Linked DNA regions of Pelodiscus sinensis: region 2 is linked to region 1. The links are chromatin contacts, called in public Hi-C maps. All regions are on one chromosome and are shown on one strand. Each heading gives the region's core, a stretch centred on a gene start, on an enhancer-like site or on the middle of the called end of the contact. The rest is flanking DNA. Distances are from core to core; before and after follow the strand shown. Region 1 holds the start of PDS5A (PDS5 cohesin associated factor A). Region 2 holds the start of UBE2K (ubiquitin conjugating enzyme E2 K).

Evidence for each region. Hi-C and Micro-C count contacts between places; a contact is called where the count stands out from the background.
Region 2: a Hi-C map of blood shows a contact between it and region 1, with 5 times the contacts expected there. The contact joins the promoter of UBE2K here to the promoter of PDS5A in region 1. A contact is called at or near these places in 3 of 5 Hi-C or Micro-C datasets (blood, liver and an unstated tissue).

What each region holds. Positions count from the first base shown.
Region 1 is chr5:92,599,504-92,607,007 of ASM4963464v1, forward strand. It overlaps PDS5A (PDS5 cohesin associated factor A), which reads left to right and starts at 2,816. Exons shown (of 34, transcript XM_025187940.2): 1 at 2,816-3,270; 2 at 4,026-4,196. The coding sequence starts at 3,244.
Region 2 is chr5:92,844,499-92,852,002 of ASM4963464v1, forward strand. UBE2K (ubiquitin conjugating enzyme E2 K) reads right to left here and starts at 3,020. Exons shown (of 6, transcript XM_075930554.1): 1 at 2,301-3,020. The coding sequence starts at 2,472.

The DNA of each region.
Region 1 (7,504 bases), core at 1,566-4,065:
GAGTTCATGAACAAAAAGACTCGTACGCTGACAGATATATTCCAATATATATGCATGCTTTTAGAGGCTATATATGTTCCAGCAAGCAATGCTCCATCTTGTTCTTCAGCAAAAGAGACGGACAGCTAGCCTTATCTTGTATACTCTGCATTTTGTTTACTCCTAATTTAGACCAAACTAATTGGTAAGGACTTGGGCCTAATTTTTTACCCTTCTATCTCATGATCTGTCAAATCAATATTTCTTGGTTTCTTTAGATGGAGTTACTGGAAAAAGTTATAACCATAGAATGAATCTAATACCAAAAAAGTGGAGTGCAACATTGTTCTCTCACACAAATAAGATAAAGTGAAATTGTGGACAAATAGCAGTGGGTTCAGTGATAAACTGCTTCTGAAGATCAGTAAGAGACTTTTTTCTTTTAAAGAAAAACACCAAACATTAGAAACCCAAGAAATTCAGAGTTAAGGTTGCACTTCCCTACCATGACACCCAAACTATTTTACTCTGCCTCCGTAAATATGCCAGATTACTCTTTTGTATGTTGGGTATAAAAAAGTGCACCAATGAGCATTGTAACTTTCTTGTGTAAGCACATGCTGACCTACATCCTCATTTACTTACCATCCTAAATGATTCACACAGTTTTTGTACATGTACATCATATTTTGTTTTCCTATCTATAGATAGGTATTCCAGTTTGTTTTTAACTTATAATTTTGATTCAAATATATTAAAAATAATTAAATGGATAAGCACCTTATTTGTCCGTCTAATTTGGGGAGCAATGTATAAGGAGCAGGAATGGAAATTAAGAACTCTAAACATTTAAAAAAAAACCCCACAATTCATTCATGTCCATATCAATTCAAAAAAAAATAATTGTGACCATATTTTTGTATCCTGTTATTGTTAGTGAAATGTGACTGCTAGTACTGAAATGTTCCAATAGTATGTCCAGCAGTATTAGCTGTAGTATATTTCTAATGGTGCCTCTTAAGTTTGCTTTGGGTAAAAACAATTGAAGTACATTCTACTGGTTTCTTTGGGATGACGTTTTTATAACCTGGTCTTGTAGCTCACTGTGTAGTTACCAATATGTTACAACTAGACCCAGTAGTGGCAGTCTGGGTGCTTCTGATCCAAATGGGTCTGGGTGGAGTCTAGTTACTGTTTCTAGCTTTGGGAATATCTGTTCAGACCTCTTGTTGGACACCTTGAGTAGAGATTTTAAAATGTGCTTAATTAATTCACTGCATAACATGAAAAGGTCAGTGGTTACATGCACCTGCCACCTCTGGTGCAGAAGAGGTAGGGGAACAGTTCCCTTCTCACAGGTACCAGGCTTTTAAGTTGGCTCCCCACAGTACACGGTTACTTTTTCACATCTTTAGCACAGAGCAGTCCATTCTTGCATAGACCTGCTTCTCTGCTGTGTACTAAACAGAGAATCTCCAGCCTCCATTTGGTTGTGCTTGTCTCATCCCCTCATGTAAGGACACTGAATTAAAAAAAAACCTTCATTCCATGGGCATGGCCCTAGATTGCAGGGTTGACTGCTTCTCAATAATAAGTTTTCAACAGTGTCAAGAACTTTTGCATGAAAGGGGAACAGTCCGAGAAGTGGAATAGTTTAGACGTGTTCAGCACATTAGCAGTTTTTAATTTGACAAAGACATATCCTATTGTTACAGACCTAACCAAAATGTGTTCAATTTCTAGGAAACAATAGATGAAAGACTATTAAACAGCTATAACTTTTCTTGAGCTCATTCACAAGCCCTCATTCTCTCTGTATTGCTCCTGAAGCCCTGTATCTGTGATGAGAGCTAAGACTTTCTAGCTGACAATGTCATGTTTGACAAATAAGTTGACTACAACTTATATGCTATATTTTAAAACTGTAGATATTGCTTCCCTTCTCCTACCCAATCTCTGTTACTTTGCCTGTCTAAAGCTTGGAAGTTAGTTGGACAAGGTTCTGGCTACTTATCTGATTAGCCATGGGTGCTACTGGAAATAGATCAAATATGGGAAAACTCCTTGCACCAATCAGAACTTAACAGCTGCAAGTAAAGTCAAGTAGAAGGCAAACATGAGTGTTCAAAAGTTAGTTGAGACCAAAAGGAAAATGCTGTTCAGCAAAATCATTTGGAGTCTTTCGCTGAGGTGCTTTCACTAGGGTGCACTTCTTTCTGGGCCAGCTTGTATGGAGAACAAACGTGTGACACGCAAGGGATTAACTCATACTGGGGAAGTTACTAACTAGCACAGTAACTAGAAGCTTGGGAGCGAGAGAGCTGGAATCGCGGGAAGGCGCTGGGCCCAGGCCAGCAAGTGAGGTAGCACCTGCGCACAGGCCAAGCTGACAGTGAGCGTCCTGCCCCAGAGCTCACAACCGAGCTAAAAGGCAAAGGGTTCGGGGTCCGCTCCGCCCCGGCAGGATTCCCGCGGATTTCCTCTTGCTCCTAGCTCGCCCTGCAGTGACCCGCCGCCCTGTTACTTTGAAACTGGCCCCGGAGGCAGCATAGCCTTGCTGGAGAGGGCAGTGGCCGAGCAGGGATTCTCGCCCGCCTATCAGAGTCGTTTAAGCGCAGCCCGGCCAGCTGGCGAGGCGGGAGGCACAGGCAGGATCCCATGCCACATCTCGTCGCTACCCTCGAGAGTTGGGGGGCGGCTGTGCCTGTGGCCCTGACAGGCCGACCCTGCTCAAGCTGCCAGTCCCAGCTTGCCCACTCGCCTCCCCCCTTCCCTGCCCGGCGGGATCAGCCGGCTCGGAGCTGCTGCTGATTTTGGCGCCAAGCGAGAGGCGGCGCTGCCGCGGCCGTGCCCGGTACCGCCTACCCCGCTGCCGCCCTGCCTGAGCAGGGCACAAGGCGCGAGGGAGACGAGCTGGGAGCGGGTTCTGCTGCTAGGGTGGGGCAGGGGGATCCCGGCTGGGCGGCGCTGGGCCAAGCCCCGGGGTGGGGAGGGGGGGAAGAGTAGTGTGGAGCCTCCTCCTGGGCTGTTCTTCCCCGGCCGGACGGAGAGCGGCACTGTGTCCCCGCGGCGCGGCGCACGCTCCGCCTGAGCCGCCCCCTCTCACCCCCGCTCCTGCCGCCGCCGAGCAGCCTCCCCCCCACCTCTCCTGGGCAGCTGCCGCCGCACCGCGGAGCAAGGAGGCAGCAGGAGCAGCTAGGGCGCCGGCCGGCCGGCAGTGGCGGAGTAGCAGCAACAACACCCACCCGGCACGGAGGCTACTCAATGCTGCACCTTCCGGAGCTGCATGAGGTAAAGGCGGCTCCGGGTCCCGCTTTCCTCCTCCTCCCCTCCCCGCGGCAGTGCTGGGGGGGCTCTTTGTAGGCTTCGCAGAGCTAGTTGGGTGAGGGGCTCCGGGGCGAGATGAGGGGCTGGCGCCGAGGGTACCTGAAGTTGAAAGAACAAATGTAAAGTGGAGACTGGCCTGGTCCCCTCTCGAGGGGGGCTGCTTTCCTCTCGGGGGGGGCAAGGGTCAGGTAGGGGGCTCAGTGCATGGCTGCGCGGGGCCGGCCGGCGGCAGCGAGGTTTTGTTTGGGATCCTAGCCACCTCCTCTCCTCCGGCTGGTCTCTGCCTCCTGATAGTTTTGAGGCCTAACTGCTTAGGCCTCGTCTCCCAGCTCTGAGGCTTCTGTGACGGCCTCAAAGACCCGCTGGGACCAGGATTTTGTCCTCACCGACCCCGCTCAGGCTATAATGGGCTTTAAACTCGAGGCATCCTTTGGTTTGGGTTAAAATTTCATTGTAAAATCTGAGACTGCAAACTAATAATGTTGGGCTGGAGGAACCTCACACTGAAAGGAGACACCAGAGGAGGGTGGAGAGGTAGAAGTTTTGGGATGAGAGGTGGCTTAGTGAGGGGCTTCCGAAGCCCTGCTCAAGGGGTGGGGGTGCAGGATGTTTGCCCTCTTGATATTAAGTGGGGCCTTCTGTGAATTGAGGTTTAGAAATGGAAAAAGAGGGCTGAAAGTAGTCTCTGTTCCGCTGAACTTTTGTTTTCTGACCGATAGAGGCCGGTAGAGGACTGTGGAGAAGGAAAGTTTATAACTGGCGGCATAAGGATGGACTTTCCTACTACCCAGCCAAAACCTTCTGCCGATGGTAAGATCATCTACTATCCTCCCGGAGTAAAGGAGATCACAGACAAAATTACCAACGATGAGGTGGTCAAACGGTTGAAGGTAAGTGCCTCTTCCCCTCACCTCTTATTAATCTAAAATGAACTGTTGAATAATCAATGTTCTAATTTGTGTGTTCTAGAATATTTTAATTTGACATGAAATAAACTACCCATAAGGGGTGAGTGGTGGAAATGGGTATATGGATTACAGGAAGCAAAAATTTGTTTTTAAATGTAACAGTTATTGAAAGTTCCAGGGTTTTGAAAAAGATGCCATAGTCCATGGCACTGCCATTGTGGGAGTTGATTATAGAAAACTGGCCATTATTGATTATGAAGTTATTTCTCATTAATTTAAAGCACATGTTATAAACATAGAACTGCATTTCCAGAGTTGCACAACTAAACTTTGGAATATTTTTGTGCAGCCTGCTGCTTAAATTGCGTAAAAATTGCAGCATTTTGTGTTCAAGCTATTTAGGGCTTATTTACTCTTAGAGCTAATTCAGATTAAGGTAGCATGTGGATTTAGAATGAAATAGCTGTTCTGGAATAATTCCATGCATAGATAAGACCATAGTGTAGATAAAGTCACAAAGTTGTTACTTTTTCATAAGGAAGAGGGATTGTCACAAACATGTTTTTTTTTTTTCTTCCTTTTTTTGTTTTTGTTTTTGTGGACTCAGGGGTTTACAGATGGCTTTAAACCATTTTTTTCAGTGCAGAACGTACAGATTTACCTTGTTAACTTTTATGCCATGGTATATTGAATGTATGCTGAAAATAGAGAATAAAATCAGGTATTAATGAAATATCAGTGTTACTCTATTGATAGCATTGTGGTCTTTGTATTCAAGTCTTAAGCTAGGATTTGGGTCCATGTTTAGGATATATTGTATACTGTGTAGTACTAGGAGGGTTTTGTCTAATCTGATTTTTATGGCTCCCATCACTGTAGTAACTGTGTCTGACAGTATTGAAAAATAGAACTAATAAATTATTCTTTAATTCTGTAGAAGTAGTAACTTGATTAGTTTTATAGTTGATATGAAAAAATGTTTTTTGTATATATTAAAAATGTATTTAAGAAATAAGTTTTGTATTTTAATTCTGGAAGTGGCAAGCCTGCAGTTCTCTTGCATACGTGAGTTCCATAATTTAGTTCCAGTCTTGTGAAAGCTCTGTTGCTTGCATTCATGAGGCTCATAAAAAGTTTTTTTTTCTATTGTTCCAGTGGAACATAATTGTGGAGGGTCATGATTATAGAGGAAATGTCTCAAGGTTGAGTTTGGCTAACATCTCCAAAGGACTTTGAATGTTAGGACAGAGATCATGAACTGGAATTTGTAGAGAATGGGTGAGCTAGCATAGTGTGTGGAAAACATGAGTAAAGTGTTTATGTTCGACTATATTTTTCAAGGGTGTGCATTCCTAGATAATTTGTAGGATCAAGCTTTGAAGTCATGAATGCATAGATCACTGTGGCCACATCTGTGTCTGATGAGATATGGCATATTTTTCTGGACAGTAGTAGATGGAAGATGTCTTTCTCCTCCCTTTCCCTCTCCTGTAAGAAAGCATGATATTTTAAAAACAAACATAAATCTGCTTCCAGTGGAGTTCTTAAAAAAAACACATCATTACAATTTAGGCATAAATTAACCAGACTGTGTCCCTTGAAGCTGAGGGCTCTGTCAGTCTCTGGTGGCTATCCATGTGTAAATTAAAGATGCCATGATTCTCTTTGGAAAGATTAGAGTATGACTTTGTGTTTGGGCCTGTCCACATAGTTTTTGACTCTCTGACTAGTGAAAGGCATGATCAACTCAACTGGTTACAAGTATCATTATTTGTTTTGTGTTGACAGCTTTCTGACACACAAATATTTGTCATCCAGACCTACCACTTGTTGTAATGTGGTGGTCTGGATGCTGGTTGTTGTTTCAGCTTGGGTCATTTTGGGAACCTTTCCCATTGTGCCTCATCATTACCATCAGTGTGAGCCAGGACTTGTTTATTTGTTTTAAGTTTTCTTTCCCAATTTCCTCTTTTTGCCTACAACTGGAAGTGGTGAATCTACTTCATACAGTGTTCAGAATCTGGACAATGTTGTGAACACTATATCTTGTAAAAAGAAAGTGATGAGAATTCTAAAATGATTTGCATCTTCTGATGATGTAGCAAGGAAGGCCCTCAGGGATAACATAGGTATATAGAGTAGAATCAGTGCTCTTACTAGCTCTTAATGAATTCCATTGACTTCCATGTATGTTGGTTTAGACCCATAAATTGGTACCCTTTTGACATAGGAAAAGTGCATTTTGGGATGTCTTAACTTCACGGTTTTTGAAAAATGAGTTAATTACTAGTGCCATGGTTGGAAGTGTGTTCATACTGCAGAACTTTGTGCATAACTGATAAAACTAAACAGTGCTCCAGATTAAACAGCTAACAGGTGGTAGATAGTTACAATTTATATGCTATTAACCATTTACTATATGGATACAACCTGTGTTTTAAGCAAGATGTGCCTCTAACTGGTTAGAGATAAAGATTTAACTTCTCTAGTCCGGTTCTTTCTGGCAACATCTGTGTTCCAGCATGATTTTACTTAGTCACATGTCCACTTATCATGGATGTGGTCAAGTTTCCCGCAGTTCCATAAAGTTTATTTACAGCCACTAGTCCTGGTTCTATGTTCTGTGCTGTTATTTAGTTCTAATTTACCTCTAAATGTCTTGTAAGAGCCCAGCAAGCAGTGAAAGTGTTGATGATGCTGCTAGACAATATTGAGCTCCCATGGTTCAGCAAATTCTCTGGTTCAGCAATGGTCAGGCCCTGAGAGTGCTGGACTAGAGAGGTTCAACCTATATTGTAAAATATTGCTATATTGTTGTGGTCCTCATTCCTTTCTGTTCTAAGAGCAGGTTTAAAGTTAATTGAATTAACCTGGATAAAATATCAATTTATTTACCAAGGATGTAAAATCCTGTTTTAACCAGTTAATATTTTAACTACATGTTTATCCAGCCCACCATGCCACGCTACCACCAAGGGGCCACTGGAGCAACACCTCACCTGCACTGTGGGCTGCTGCAGCCAGGCCAAGTCTGCTGTACCATGGGCAGGGGGCTTCTCTGGTTGAGTCAGGCAGGGCCCACCTCACTGTACCATGGGCTGCTCCAGCCTGGCTGTGTCTGCTGTGCCACAGGCTGCTCCCACCTGGCTGGGCCTACAATGCTGCAGGCAGGAGTTGCTCTGGCCCGGCTGTGTGCCAATTAAATGGTTACTCTAGTACACGTGCCACTAAAGTGAATGCTTACTGGGTGACCAATTAACCCTTACATTCCTATTATCTACTTTGTCACC
Region 2 (7,504 bases), core at 1,770-4,269, 250 kb after region 1:
GCATCTGTAAAAATCTCTGAATTGCAGAAGTTGTTGATCTGCCCCTCTTCCATCCTCTTCTAAAACTGCATTTGGCTGGTTCCCACTTAGCTAAGTCCAGAATGCACTTTTGGAAGAATGTAAATGGCAAACTCTGTACGTTCTCTCTCCAAAATGCAATATGGTAGCAAATGCCATTTGGTGGCATTTGCAGGGAAACAGATTGCCAGCTTTTATGTTCAGCTATGGCTTGAGACATCACTCCAAGAATGTTTAAGAGTAGATAAGATCAGCAACTTTTCCTTGATGCAAGACAAATTTTAAATTAAAACACATTTTAGCTATATAATTTGTGACAATCAATTTTTCTTGATAAAGTTGTGAATTCAGATTGCCAAAGTACAAAAATATCTAGTCATACCTCTGTACATCTCATACTGAATGTTTTCACACTACCGCTGGAAAAAAGTTTAATCGGACTTTGAAAAAAATCAAGTCAAGGTATTCCCAATACATGTATCTAGAATCAGTGTGTCATTGTAATAAACATCCACAATTACATCAAAGAAGTATGTATTCCGAATACCCATGAAAGCCTGTAATATAAACAGTAATTATATATGTACTGATAGAAATAGCTGAATCCTGGGAGGGGATGGGGGGATAATGCTCTTTAATATTTAATTTACAAGATGCAGGAATCCTGCCAAGAGTAAGGGTTGTCTCAAAATTCACAAATTCAGTTCACCCAAACAAAGTAATTTCTTTTTTATCTTCAATGTAATCAAAATCTCCGGCACATATATTAAACAGGAATTTAAAACAAAATTGCTCCCTGAGTCCCAAACTTGTCTTAAGAAAATTAAAAGATCTAACCATGTTTATATCACTGATGCATATGGCAAGGTTTCTCTTTCTAAATAACACAAGGGGGAAATTTGGAGTGCTCTCTTATATAAAGGTCTAAGCAGTCAACTTTAAGATGTATTGTTCAGAGAAAGTAAACACTTTGGGATATTCTAATTTTAGCATATAAATACACAGCTGACCATTCAGGATCTGTTCTAATTTAGTATTTGGGTTCTGTAATCATTACACACTGGAACTCACATTGAAATCAACTTGAGCATCACATGCATAATAGCTGTAGAAATTAAGCTCTAAGATTTTGTGGAGAATAGTTTATTTTGAGCTGTGTAACAATAATGCCGTTAGCACATTATATTCAGAAGGACATCAACTAGACCAATTCTAAACATGTTTTCTGTAAGCAACACAAATCCTCAGGAAGTTAGTAGCATCTTGGTTTTCTGACTATGAATCTAGCTGACTGGTACAGTGTCTAAAATCATCGGTTTTCAGAGTCAAACTGCACATTAATATTTCACAAGCATACAACATGCCTCATCATCCTCATGAGTATGATGGTGATGACACAAACATCAAAACCTATCTCGCTGACATTTACCAACACAGATTTACAGACAGCGAAAATAACTCTGACACAATCACTGTAAATGCTATTCTATAGTCCCTGGAAATACACTTAAAGTTCTTTATCACTTCCTCCTTTCCTTAATTACTGTACATCCCTTACAGGGAATGTATCAAGAATGATTAATAGGGCACCGGGATGTCAGGTGGAGAGAGGGTTAAAGATATGCACACCAAGGTGACATAACCTATGTTGGGGGTAAAAGGAAGCCTTGGATTAAGGAAATCTAGTTAAATGGGCTTTTATTTAAAAAAAAACCACACACACAATGTATCACTCTGCAGTATAAGCCACAGGCTAACGAGGGAGCTGGATGAAATGGGACGTGTGTTCTTACCCATCCTGTCTTTGCCCCATCTCCATTTAGGTCGCATGGGAAAGCCTCTCCCCAGTGCCCCAGCCGTAAAATAGAGGAATCTCCCGCTGTATCCGTGGGCAGGGGACCCCGGAGACGACACCTCCCCACACACGCGCGCGGCCCGCCCCGTTATTAGGCTCCCCTGAGCCTTCTTTTTGGGCCGACCAAACCAGACTGGGTGGTGGAGGCGGCGCTTTTCCCGGGGGTTTCCCGGCCTTGTCCAGGCATCTCGCTCGCTGCCCGGCCACACTTCCTACCCCTTGCAGGCCTGCCCCCGCGCCGAGAATCATCCGCTGCCGGAGCGGGCCCAGGCTCCCCGTCCCCGCTGCTGGGTCCCTCATCCTCAGGAGCCGCCGTTACCCTCCCCCTCAGCCGAGAGGCTGGGACAGACCCTCCCCCAGCCGCGGGAGGAGAAGGAGGGACTGTCGGGCGCCCCGCACACCGCCAGGGCCGGGGGGAGTCTCTGACCTCCTCGCTCTTCAGCACCTCCTTGAACTCCCGCTTGATCCTCTGCACCGCGATGTTGGCCATCTCTGCAGCCGGCAGCCACACGCCGCTGCCTCCGAGCCGGGCCCAGCGAGCTCCGCCGCTCCCGCTGGATAATTCCCGGCCCCACCAAAATGGCGCCCGCGTCGAGCATGCGCGGTGCGGCCCCCGGCGCCTCTCAGGCGGGGCCAGCACGGTGTGTGTGTGGGCAGCCGATGCAGGGAGCAGAGCGGCCCCTGAGCTGGCGGGTCCGCGCTGGGGGGAAGGGGCTGCGCGGGACTGTCCCACTGGCTCGGCGGGACGGGTAACGCCCTGCTGCGCCGCCGCTCCGTAAGCGACACCCGCCACCCGGCCTGTCACGGGAGGAGCCGCTTTCCTGCACACGCACAGCGCGAGGTCCCTGCGGTGACACCCCTCACCCGCCAGCCGGGCAGAGCTAGGGCCGCTGGGTTGTGATGAAGCAGCTGTGTCATCCGCACGGTCGGCGTGTTGTTACACGCACGTGTCGCTCAGCGCTCGCCTCAGCAAGCGACGGGTTAACAAGCGCCGGGTGAAACGCGCCTCCCTCAGAGCCCGGCGGAGCGGGGCCGGGCGGGCTCTGGGCTCTCCCCTGGCGGCTGGAGTTGGGGCGGCAGAACTCGAGAGGCTGCAGCAGCGAGGAAAGCGGAAGGGCCATTCAGCGCCTCAGCCTCCGAACAGCGCGCGCGAGCGCCAGGGAGCCGGGCTGCTAACGGGCTCCTTCCAACCAGAGCTCGCGGACATGCCTGACCCCTGGTGGCCGCTCGCTGGAAGGAGTAGGACTGATGTGTGGGCCTTTCCAGGGAGCGGGGGAAGCCTGTAGTTCAGTAGTCTCCAGCCTTTTTACACACCAAGCCAAGAGCTACCGCCCCGCCCCTTCCTTAAAGCCCCGCCCTCTCTATTCTCCTCCTCTCCATCCCTTGCTATCCCCAATCTTTATACTGCTAGTTTGTTTGTTTTGTTTTAATTCTTCTGTAGGAAGAGGGTTTTCCAACATTTGCCCTGTCTAGACTGGACCAAATGTCAGAAAAACCCTTTCTTTTGAAAGGCCCTTTATTCCTCATGGAAAGAGGAATATAGGGGTGACCAAAAGATCATGTGTGCTCTTCCACTAAAAAAGCAGAAGAAATTAGTCGAAACAATAGTAAAGAATAAATTTGTGAAGCATGTAGAAGAACATAATTTGTTGGACAAAAGTCAACATATTTTCTGTAAAGGGAAATCCTGTTTTACTAATCTATTAGAGTTCTTTGAAGGGGTTAACAAACATGCGGACAAGGGGGATCCAGTAGATATATACTTAGATTTTCAGAAAGCCTTTGACAAGGTCCCTCACCAAAGGCTCTTGTGTAAATTACATGGCCATGGGATAAGAGGGAAGGTCCTTTCTTGGATTGAGAACTGGTTAAAAGACAGGAAACAAAGGGTAGGAATAAATGATAAATTTTCAGGATGGAGAGGGGTAACTAGTGGTGTCCCCAACGATCAGTCCTGGGACCAATCCTTTTCAACTAATTCATAAATGATCTGGAGAAAGGGGTAAAAGCAGTGAGGTGGTAAAGTTTACAGATCATACCAAACTGTTTAGGATAGTCAAGACAGAAGCAGACTGTGAGGGACTCCAAGAAGATCTCACCAAACTGAGTGATTGGGCAACAAAACGGCAAATGAAATTTAATGTGGATAAGTGTAAAGTAATGCACATCGGGAAAAATAACCCCAACTATATGTACAGTATGATGGGGGCTAATTTGGCTACGACAAATCAGGAAAGAGATATTGGAGTTATCGTGGACAGTTCTCTGAAAATTTCTACACAGTGTGCAGCGGCAGTCAGAAAGGCAAATAGGATTCTAGGAATTATTAGGAAAGGGTTAGAAAATAAGACCCAGAATATCTTACTGCCCCTGTATAAAACTATGGTACGCCCACATCTTGAATACTGTGTACAGATGTGATCTCCTCACCTCAAAAAAGATATTTTGGCCTTGGAAAGGGTTCAGAAAAGGGCAACTAAAATGATTAGGGGTTTGGAACGGGTCCCATATGAGGAGAGGTTAAAGAGACTGGGACTTTTCAGTTTAGAAAAGAGGAGACCGAGGGGGGATATGATAGAGGTATATAAAATCATGAGTGGTGTGGAGAGGGCCGATAAAGAAAAGTTATTTATTAGTTCCCTAAATAGAAGAACTAGAGGACACCAAATGAAATTAATGGGGAGCAGGTTTAAAATAATAAAAGAAAGTTCTTCTTCACACAGTGTGTAGTCAACCTGTGGAACTCCTTGCCAGAGGAGGCTGTGAAGGCTAGGACTATAATAGAGTTTAAAGAGAAGTTAGATAATTCATGGAGGTTAGGTCCATAAAAGGCTATTAGCCAGGGGATAAAATGGTGTCCTTGGCCTCTGTTTGTAAGAGGCTGGAGAGGGATGGCAGGAGACAAATTGCTTGATTTGTCTTCGGTCCACTCTCTCTGGGACACCTGGTGCTGGCCACAGTCGGCAGATAGGATACTGGGCTAGATGGACCTTTGGTCTGACCCAGTACGGCTGTTCTTACGTTCTTAACAAACGCATCCCTGGATGCAGAAGAGTGTTTCTGGGATATCTCCAGAATCCTGAAAAACTCCTGCAGTCCAGCTGTACCCCCACCGGGTTGAGACAGGATGTATAGGCTTTGGGGTGGAAATGAGGGATTTGGGTGCGGGAAGGGGTGAGAGGTGCAAGCTCTGGGAGGAAATCTGGATGCAGGAGGAGGTGGAGAAGGGGACACTGGCTTGGGGTGGGGGGTCTAGGCTGGGCAGAGTTGGGGTACTAAGCAAGCCACTGGCTTGTGGATGTGAGGGTGCAGGAATTTGGGTTGGGGTATGTGAGGGGCTCAGGGCAGAGGGTTTCTGCAGCAGGGAGCAGAGTGCCAGCGGGGGAAGGTTTCTGCAATGGGGGACAGGTTTCTGCAGTAGGGGGCAAGGTGCCAGTGGGGACTGATTTCTGCAGGGGGGCAGGTTTCTGCAGAGGCAGGACAGGTTTCTGCAGCAGGGGGGCAGGAGGGACAGAGTTCTGTGGCTGGAGGCAGGGGAGAAGGAACGGGGGCGGTAGGGCAGGGACAAGGTTCTGTGGCAGGAGACAAGGTTCGGGGGCAGGGGAGAGGGAACTGGGTTCAGGGGCAGGGTGCCAGTGGGGACAGGGAGTCCCCTACACCAGCCTCAGAGGGAAGCCTCCGTTGCGTGCTCCCTCTAGGGCCGACACTCTCCCCCCCCCCCCCCGGCGGAGGAAGGATGCCCCATCGAGTGCCTCCGCCGGACACCCCCCCCCCCGCAGAGCAGGGAAACCCACGTATGCGACCCCTCAGGGCCGACACACACACCCCCACACACACGGAGAAGGGAAGCCTCCGTTACGCGCCTCCTCCGGGCCTGACTCCCCCTCCCGCAGAGAAGGGAAGTCCCAGCACACACCTCTGGGGACTTACCCAGTAAGTTTCTGGAGCACCAGGGAGCTGGGGCAAGGAAGCAGCTAGCGCATTTCTGGAACGCTCGGAAGTGATGCGCAGCTTTAGGACTTCTGTCCTCCCCGTGGGAAGCTGCCACTACCTCCATTGTTGCTCGAGGTAGGTAGTGGGGCTTCTTGGGGGTGGGGGAAAATGGAGGGTCCAGAACACCTTGCGATCGACTGGTCGTGATCAACTGGTTGGTGACCACAGCTGTAGTTCCCTTTGCAAAAACAACCATGTCCTGAAAACGTGCCTGTTTTGCCTAAATAACCCTAAGAAAGAGGGACTTTGGGAGCTCTTAGCCCATATTTTTGAAGGGAGCTGGTATCCCCAAAGAAACCTTTATTTTGTTTACTCGTTCTACGACAAGACTCTGGAAAGATCAAGTGAAGGCTCAACATACCTGCCCAGTGGACAATAGTACTTTGGAACTAGACCTCAGAAAAGGTGAACTATGGTGTAGCCAGATAATGTGCCAGCAAAGGGGCTGGAGCAAGAGCTGAGGCAGTGGCCATATTGATGAAAGAAAAGTAGGCCACACCGTTGTGATAATATCAACATAAATTGATACATTTGGAGGATAACCCAGCTAAGGTGTAATCACACTCTTAGAAGTGTTGTTCACATGGGCATTAAAGTCTCCCAAGAAATGAATAAATTCACAGCTCTTCTGGTAGTATAAGAAGCCAAGGACAGATATGTCAATTCCTGGATGATGCACAATGTGAATGTTGTATCCTGACAATTAGAGAATAATTACCTATAGTCTCAATGGTGCCACAGAGAATGGTTTCTTTAGAACTGACTCAGACAGTTTATGATAAGGATGTTAATTATCAGGCATTTTGCATTGACTATTTGATTAGTTGATATAGGATGCCTCCGTCTTTGAAGTGTAGCAACAGCCATAGGGCTGTTGCTACACTTCAAAGGTGAAAGCATTGCGTGGAGCCTACGGTCAGAAGGGGGGGACTCCCCCACTGACCCCAGCCTCCATGCAGCGCTGCTGCTTTGAAACACCATGTGGCATTTCAAAGTGGCAGTGCCACACAGAGCCCAAGGTCAGCAGGGGAGTCCACAGTTGATCCTGGGCTCAATGTGGTGCTGCCGCTTTGAAATGAAATGCTGCAAGGAGCCTGACATCAGGCTCCCCGCGGCATTTCAATGCGGCAGTGTCGCACTGAGCCCGGAGTCAGCTGGGAACTCCCCAGCTGATCCCAGGCTCCACACAGCACTGCCACTTTGAAATGCTACGTACGGCCTGGGGACACCTGGGGCAGCGCCACATGGAGCCCGGGGTCTGGCTCCAAGCTTCAAGCAGCACTGCCGCTTTGAAGTACCCCATCTTCTTCCCCTCCTTGCTGCCTCTATCTGGAAGCCCTGGGTCGGCACAGCAGCGGGGCAGTTGTAGAACCCCAGCCGGGCATTGCAGCAGCAGGGCAGTCATGGAGCCCCATCCCTGGGAAGCCTCAGCTAGGCAGGACAGAAGCAGGACCATGGCAGCTAGGGAGCTCCATCCCCAGAGCACTCTAACCAGCTGGCAGAAGTGGGCCAGTGCCAAGCCCAAGCAGCAGGCTGGAGCAGAGCCAGCCAAAGGGAGGTGCAGTGTCCTGGGAGGCTGGTGGCAGAGGACCAACCCTGATTGGCTAATTCCCTCATTCCCTCACATCACACCCCAAA